3 separate regions of the Mus musculus genome follow, and all the other regions are linked to region 3. The links are chromatin contacts, called in public HiChIP or PLAC-seq and promoter capture Hi-C maps. All regions are on one chromosome and are shown on one strand. The core of a region is the stretch at or near the end of the contact, and the rest is flanking DNA. Distances in the headings are between cores, read along the strand shown.

What was found. Promoter capture Hi-C pulls out the DNA fragments that hold promoters and counts their contacts. HiChIP or PLAC-seq counts read pairs in DNA pulled down with a chosen protein or histone mark.
Region 1: a contact with region 3 is called in a promoter capture Hi-C map of stem cell-derived epiblast-like cells, with 4 times the contacts expected there. The contact joins the promoter of 4930554G24Rik here to the promoter of Cobl in region 3. A contact is called at or near these places in 2 of 39 promoter capture datasets (liver and stem cell-derived epiblast-like cells).
Region 2: an H3K27ac HiChIP or PLAC-seq map of embryonic stem cells shows a contact between it and region 3, with 3 times the contacts expected there. The contact joins the promoter of Spata48 here to the promoter of Cobl in region 3. A contact is called at or near these places in 4 of 39 promoter capture datasets (the 3T3-L1 cell line, cranial neural crest, hippocampal neurons and 1 more) and 1 of 115 datasets of contacts at active chromatin or transcription factors (embryonic stem cells).

Annotation. Positions count from the first base shown.
Region 1 is chr11:14,177,729-14,180,428 of GRCm38.p6, reverse strand. 4930554G24Rik (RIKEN cDNA 4930554G24 gene) reads left to right here and starts at 1,388. Exons shown (of 4, transcript NR_131011.1): 1 at 1,388-1,520.
Region 2 is chr11:11,462,329-11,465,028 of GRCm38.p6, reverse strand. Spata48 (spermatogenesis associated 48) reads right to left here and starts at 1,285. Exons shown (of 9, transcript NM_001347068.1): 1 at 203-1,285. The coding sequence starts at 773. Zpbp (zona pellucida binding protein) reads left to right here and starts at 2,610. Exons shown (of 8, transcript NM_015785.2): 1 at 2,610-2,700. The coding sequence starts at 2,665.
Region 3 is chr11:12,463,514-12,466,213 of GRCm38.p6, reverse strand. Cobl (cordon-bleu WH2 repeat) reads left to right here and starts at 1,254. Exons shown (of 15, transcript NM_172496.3): 1 at 1,254-1,532. The coding sequence starts at 1,492.

The DNA of each region.
Region 1 (2,700 bases), core at 139-2,638, 1.7 Mb before region 3:
ACTGTTGTCAGGTAACTGTGGGGGTGGAGTTTAGACAGCATGCTAACAGGAAGAAACTTAGAAAAAGAGTAAGGAAACTTGGTGAGTCTGGAAAAGCATGTCAAGTTTTTGACAAATATCCAAAGTCATAAAAAAATAGTTAAAAAAAATTAACAAAAGAATAAGGAAAAAAGTAAGGACTCAGAAAAGCAAGGGGTGAGGGGTGCTTAACACAGTTACATGGTTGCTGTTCCACTTCCCAGAGAACAAGAATTCTGGGAAAGAAATGTATATCATCTCATTAAGGGAATACTTACCTTTTCCTCTTTTTATCATGGTATATGGTAAGTCAGACATTCTCATTGGTCTAACAGGATCAACCCTTAAGGGAAGAGACAAAGGCAAGCCTCTACAAGGGAGTAGATTGCATTTTGGCTGGAAGAAACTAGCTTTCCTTCAATTAGTTTCCAATGCTACTGTAACAAAACTTGTTTTTTACCCATTCTCTCTGTATTTTTTCAAATTCTGTAAAAACTGTAGTAAGGCCACGAGGCATATTGAACTTAAACAATGCTTCTCAGTAGACAAAAATACTAATTAAAGGAAATTTAATCTTGAAAATCACCCCAAAAATAGGTTGTGTTTAACACTGCTCTGTTAGAATCATATGTTTGGTAAGAAATTCATAATTAGTCATGACTATGAAAGCCATCAGCATAGCTACAGGTAAACCTTGAAGAACACCTGGAGGACATTCTATGATTTATTAATGATTATCCCCTTCAGGCCGACATAACATGTGAAAGAAAGCAAGAGTGTATTCATAGCTTCAGACCTACATAGAAACCTAAGGAGGTAAAGGAATTTAAATTCCTTCTGCTCACTTGGCAGGAAGGAATAGAGTGCTGTCCATCCCTCAGATCCCTTTCCTTCTGTCCTAGACCAGATCCCTCCATAGAGGTTAGCCAAATAGGAGGGACCATGCAGAGACAATGCAGCATAAAAATCTTTAACTTGGAGACAAAGTTATCAAGAATGTGGGTCAGATAACAAGTGAGAAGGAAATCTTTTGAATCTGTATATTGCCAGGACAAAGGTTGGTAGTGTTGTGATCTTTGCACGGCTTCAGAAGGACCACACCAGGCCAAACAGTGCCACGTGTGGTTTATTGAGAGAGAAAGGGGCAAGGTGACAGCAGAAAGAGAAGGGGATAGAGAAAGAGAGATCAGGGAGATGGGGGACATTTTATATGGATGGTGACATAGTCACAGGTAAAGGTAGGACGTGAGCCAAGTGGATTCTGTGAATATGTTGGCTGTTACCTTGGCAACAGGTGTTCAGGTCATGCCTATGTGATGTCACGGGTTTCAGAGGTCCTGATACCAACAGGTAGGAACCTCTCATTAGCATTCCCTGAATATGATGGCTATTCTCAGTTTTCAATTTGACTATATCTGGAATTAACTGAAACCCAAAAGTGGCTGGACACACTTGGAAAGGGATTTTGCTTAGATCATTTGAAGTTGGACGATTCATTTCAGGTTTGTATCTTTGAGGTGAGAAGACACAAGATTAATCCACATTGTTTAGGTTTAAGCTCTATCTCTAACCTGGGACACATCTGCCTTTATAAAGGGCATGGGAAAAGGAAGCTCTGCCTCTTTGTCTGCCTGTTCTTGCCTCCCTAGCAAGTACATTTCTTCACTGGCATTCGAGCCTACTTCTTCAGAGTTTAGGTGTATATGGGAGACCTGAGACATTCAGGCTCATGGAATGAACAACTACTGGATTCTTGGTATTTCTGTTCATATACCTTCAGTGTTGGATTACCGTAACCTCCACCTGTAAATCAGTCTAATAAATCCCATTACTATATATAAGAGAGATTCATTTCATATGTTCTGTTACCTTGTTTCATATACCACAGAAAGCAGGCTATCTGTAGGCAAACACAGGAATTTAGTCATAAGGCATTCTCAACTATCAGTGGAGGATGCTTATTCAGGAACCAATATGGGAATATAAATCTATCCAGTGATGACTGCAACAAGAATTATCTCCATCACACAACACAAAATTGTTCTAACTCCAGATGGATTTAGGAAGATGGTCATGTTGATTTTACTTGTGAAATATAAAGAAAATAACTGAAAAATTACAGGATACATTGTGATGTTTTAGTATATGTATATAGTTTGTTCTGTTCTAGTCAACATGGATTGATTGGAGGACAGAGTATTAAGTGATACAAGGCAGACACCAAATATTAAACACCATCCAATGTTTCTTCTGTGGAGGATGCAAATGTTCTGAAAGCAGGAATGTGTTCCTATACTGTAAAGATAGAGGATTGATTGTTAAGACCTAGGAAAAATGTTTTACTTATTTTTCCCCTTTTCTCAGTTATAGACAACTCAGTAGTTTTCAGACAAGGCTACCTCTTGGAGATATTCTCAGGTAAGCCTGGCCCAGGAATGCACAAAATCTTCCCACACACCAGCTTTTCACTAACGTAAAGGACTCCAGGATGTGTGTTAAATTCCCAGCATCTGGAAAGGAGACCCCAGCTTCAGGACTATGAACAACTACCTCTTTAGGAGTATATAAAGAAATAAACTTTCTTACTTTAATATAGACTAGAAATCATGCCCAGGCTTGTTTTCTGAAAGCAAAGCGTCCTGTCAGAGGGACTGTGTGTCCCTTGAACCACAAGCTGTGAAT
Region 2 (2,700 bases), core at 36-2,535, 1.0 Mb after region 3:
AAACTTAAATTAAAAAAAATCATTTGTGTTTTACAAGCAGATTTATACATTGTATCACTTGTAAGACCTTCTTAAAATCCAATTGAAAATAATTTGTTCAGTCATTTTATGTCAATTTAACTGCTAAAATTTAAAAAAATCTCAAGCTCATTCTCCTTTGCGTCACTTGAAGAACATATAAAAACTATGTTGCTTTACTTACCTCCAAGCTTTGCCTTGATGGAAATGTCTGGCACTTTCCTGGAATTCCATCTCCTATCCTGTTTTAGTTCTTCTGCAAGTATTGTTTGCCTTTTTATTGTTGTTTGAAATCCTTTGTCTGGTCTAGGAACTCGATTTTGAGGTTTCACATCATGGAAACTCACCAGGTTTGGTATGGCTCTGCCTATATTAGGCTTTAAATTAGCATCTCCACCAGGACTCATAAATCCTGAGCAGGGGTCACCCAAGGGCACATCGTCACGCAATGGTGCTAATGGATATGCCCTCCCATATGGTGGGGGATAGGGGTAGTGAAGATGATAGTCCGGCAAGACTGAAGGTGGATAAGGATGAAATTTTAAAAATGTAGGGTTGCATTTCTTTTCAAATCTGACACAGTTATGTCTGTCTTCAAGTCCTTTCACAGAGGGCATGTTCATTTTCTGTAAGAGGTTACTGTAGTGCGGGTAATCTGGATGCTCAATAGCCTTTCCTTCTGAGAAGATGAACCTTCTAGGGATACTGATCTTCCCAGGCATGGTCTTGACCTCCATATCCATGTACTGTCTCATCAGTTTTGAGGATTATGAATTAAATTCCTTTGTTTTTTTTTTTTTTTTTTTTTTTTACCATTTAACTATTAAAAACCCATATTTCCAGTAATGGAAGATTAGGATTAATCCACCATAAAATTAATTCAATTTTCTAAATGTTAGTCATTTAAAAAGTCTTAAGGTAATTTTTTTCTGCTGAAAGGGAGATAGGCCAGTATAGAAATAGGACATAATAATAATAATAAAAAAACACAAAAAGAGCCTTTGCTGCTTGGCAACAGGTAGAACCATAGCTCACGGAACTACTTATTATGTACATCATAATGGAATTCTTTAGGCAAACCACAGAAAAAAGTCCTAGTAATATTTCCATTATACCTTTTTCTCCAATGCTCAGGAAACCAATACACACACACATGCACACACACACATGTATATGTAAAAATTTAACATGTTCATATTTTGTGGGCAAGATAGTAACTGAAAGAATATACTGAAGTTGATGTAGTGAATACATATACAGTCTCTCTCTTTCATATATACTCTCTCTCTCTCTCTCTCTCTCTCCTACACACACACAAACACACACACACAAACACACACAAACTAGAAATAACTTTTCGGGTTGGAATAAATTATAAACATTGGTATATGTTTAATTTAAATACGCTAACAAGGAAGATATAGTATACTGATTTTTAAGAAAAATAATTCATAAATCATAGCCAATGTAAAAGTCCATTCTTAAATGCCTTAAATTATCTGCAGTTTCTTTAAGTTACCACAATTCTTAGAACGAAAACAATGAGGTATTTATGTTATTTCAGTAAATGGCAGCATAAAAAACGATCTATTTTAAACGATAAGCATAGCAGTCCACTTAAGAGCTGTTTTTTAACTAGACAATTTGGTTTTGCATGAAAATTGCAACTAAGTTTAATTATTACAATCCGAAGGGTAATAGCTCACACCTCCTTAAATAAAGAAGGTAAGCTTCTACAAGAGTCAGGTATAGAATATTTAAATCAGATCAATTGTATGATAGTAAGGATAAGCAGAATGTAGCCACGACCACCTATGATGATGACTGAAAATTTGCAATATACAACAAAACAAGCAATAACGTTGAAATAAATGGGTAAGTTTTCAGCATAAGGTCCTGGACAGTTTATCCAAAACACGAAGGTCAGTAAGTTTTTACTCCACTCCGTATTACCCATCTCTTCATATTAAAAGTGAAAACATTTAACAGCCTGCTTCTAGTGTTTCTATATATTTGTATAAAATTTATTTTTATCCTAGTTGGACTATCATTAAATCCTTCCAAAGGCAGAAAAGATGTATGATTCTTTCAATTTAAATACATTCTCATTCTAAACGGTCCGTGAGCTGGTTCTTTATGTTTTCCTGAATCCAAGTTGAGGATGATCTTCCAAGCCGAGTACTGCATGAAAGTCAATGTCATCTAAGGTCTATTTCCTCCATTTTCCCATCATGCCACTTTTTAAGGCAATACCTTTAATTTCTCCTAGGTGTTCACTGCATGCATTTTCTATTAAGTCCCACACACTGATAATGCACAATCGTTCGCATTACAACAGTCAGGAACTTCATGCATTGGCATTACTATAGCCAGGAAGTTTATGAGAGGTGTACATTCATTAAGTCATCCGTTCTCAGGATCTGCTGCCATTAGGCACCTAAAGGCTGAAACTCAATCCACTGCTAAGGTAATAAGAGGGGCTTCTCCTCTGCACACAGACACCACGGGAAGGCAAAGGTTAGAACTTTGCGACACAAGATTCTTCTCGCTTTGGAATCTCAGACCAGCCAGGTTCTGGAGGGTTTCCTTAGTGGTGCGGGGCCTCGAAGTCAAGGGAGCCCCTAGGGGATCGACCTCTTGCCTCCCATGTGTACCCAAGCTGGGTCCCAAGCTAGCACACCT
Region 3 (2,700 bases), core at 5-2,504:
ATTATAAACAGACATATAAAGCGCGCACACACACACACACACACACACACACACAGAAGATAAAGTGATATGCTTCCATGAGGAATATCAAGACAATCGGCAAGAGTATCAAACAAAACTCAAGACAGTGGACAAGAAGCAGATGGGAGTTGAGAGTGGGGATGTCCTTTGCGACAAAGAGGTCAGAAAAGAGCTCCCTGAGGAGCAGGTATCTGAGCAGAGCCTGCAGGATACACATTGCAGATCCCAGAAGCCCTCGGGTGGGGAAATGCTCTGAGTATTGTGTTCAAAAGGAAGCCAGGCTCTGCTGTAGGTATGAAGTGGTTCACCTGCTTTGAGTGGGCACTGTGGCTGGAGCAAAGAAGGCTACTGCAGGACTTGTATTTTGTACACTGGTCTCCCCTCTTTCCTTAAACAGAAAGTTGGGGTTCAGAGGAAGAAAAGCTTAGGCAAGCTTCTGGATACAGAGTTCAGTCACAGAATTTTGCCTCTTACTGGCATTTTATTCCAATCCTGAGAACCTAGTACAACTGCTGTATTTGAAGGGCGGAACTTCATAGCAATCAGGTTCTTTTCCTGTTCCCCTAAGGTCAATTAGCAGGCTGGAGAAGGGAAGCTTAGTGGTGCTGGGTCCTCAGGTTGACTTGCAGTGAGGCCTCAGCACCTGCTGCCTCTGCTGGTATTTTTGCTCACCACTCAACATGGGAATCACAGGGCTGGGGCCACAGTAGCATTCATTACTATCCAGGCAATTAGGCTGGCAAGCAGAAGCATGCATCCAAACAGGTGCAGTTCTTGTTGGCACTGGATGTCCACACTCCAGCCTCACTGCTTTCTGATTTCTCAGAAAAAGGTGTGCCCCTTTACCCCAAGCTGCGTCCCTCTCCAGTTTCCTATGCTGCACACCAAGGACCTCATTTTGGACCACTCTCCCCTCCCCTTACAGTAGATCTCTAGTTCTAACAAAGGTTCTTTTAGGTTCTGGGGCAGAAACTGAGGCGCTAGACCGTCTATTTTTCTCTCTTCCTTCAAGTCGGTTCTCGCAGCCTAGTCGGCCCGCCTCGCCCCGCGCAGCCACAGGTGGCCAGGTATTTGCCCGCTTAGTTCCTCCAGCCGGCTGGGCAGGTGACTCGGTGCCCACCGCGGGGCGCGCGCCCCGCCCAGGTGTGCTCCGGCGGGCAGCGGGGGCGCGCGGAGAGGCGGGCGCTGGGGAGCGGCGCGCGGGCACGGGGCGGCGCCGCGGTGGGCGCGGCTGAGCCAGTTTGGCGGGGGGCGGCGCACCTTGCTCCCGCGCCCGGGGTAGCCGCGTCCGTCTCTCTCCGCACGCCCCCGCCCGCCCGGACGCCCCAGGTCGCTTCCGTCCTCTCGGCACGGCCGCTGTCCTCGCTAGCCCCGCGTGGGAGGACGATGGGTCAGCGCGGAAAAAGTGAATGAGGACGGCGGCGCCGCAGCCAGCGCCCCAGTCGGCCGGCAGAGCAACCCGCCGGCTCCATGGACGCGCCGCGTGCACTGGCGGCCAAGCCCCCCACAGGGTAAGCGGGCCCACGAGGGCGGGCGTGGCTCTTCCCGAGGTGTTGAGGACTTGGGGCGCCTGGGTCGTTGCTCCGGTAACCGTGGCAGGCCTTGCTCGGGAACACTTTCTGCGAGAGGTGCTGCTGTGAAAGCCCTTGTGTATGTTTGTGTATGTGTGTGTTGGGGGGTGGGTGGGTGGAGGGAGTGCTGTCCCTCCGTGCAGAACCCCAGCTCTGAGCTGCCTTCAGCCCCTTGCAATAGTGGCAATTACGGGCGGAGGGGGACAAGGAAAATCCAGGCCTGAAACTCCAGCTGAGTCTGTCTGGTCCCATACACAGGTTCCTCCAGCCACTCCTCGCAGGCCCTGTGGCCCGCTGCTCCCTACCTCAATGACAAGGGGGTACTTGGTCTGTTGGGACCCATGTAGCCAGGAGATCTGGGGAGGTGTGTGGGGAAGGGACTTCATGAACACTCTTCTGCCCAAGCCTTTGTGCTGGGATCTCCCTTGTGTCTGAAGAGGTGAGGACCTTCTTCATCGGACCTGTAAAGCAGAGCTGTCAATCCTGTCTTCAGGATCCTCTAGTGCCTCAACCCTTTTAGTTTCTTTTTGCTGTCTCCACACCTTGCGGACAGAGATTCCCTGTCACACTGAGGATTTTACTTGCCCAAGAGAAACTTGCCTAACACAGGTCAAATAGACTTGCCCTTTAACCCCAACTCCCCGAATCGTGCCCCTCCGTGCCCATCTCTGCCAGGACAGTTGACAACCCTTGCAGACTTGGTAGATTTCAGAGAGCGCCGTGGGGCTGGCTTTTGACCTCTTCTTTCTGGAGCAAATGTGTTATGAGTGTTGCGAATGGAATGAGTTGGGGTGGGTCCGCACCTGCTCCCGAAATGGCCCACTTTCCACTTGAGCAGCTGGATTTTCTAAGGCGGCACTGGGGACAACAAATCTCTTTTCTTTAGCAGTTATGTCCCACTGACTCACCCGATCCCTTGCCCACTGACTTTGTTGCCCAAGTGTTTATAAAAGCCGTCTAAACCAGTTCTTTATTCTTAAAATCTCCCCTGGAGGCTTCCAAAAAAGTAAGATACATTTCTAACTCATAATCTTGAAGCTACGGAATTTTTTTTTTAAGACTTTTCTTCGCTAAGGTGTGGTTGTGGTTATATAAATCCTTTGAAGAA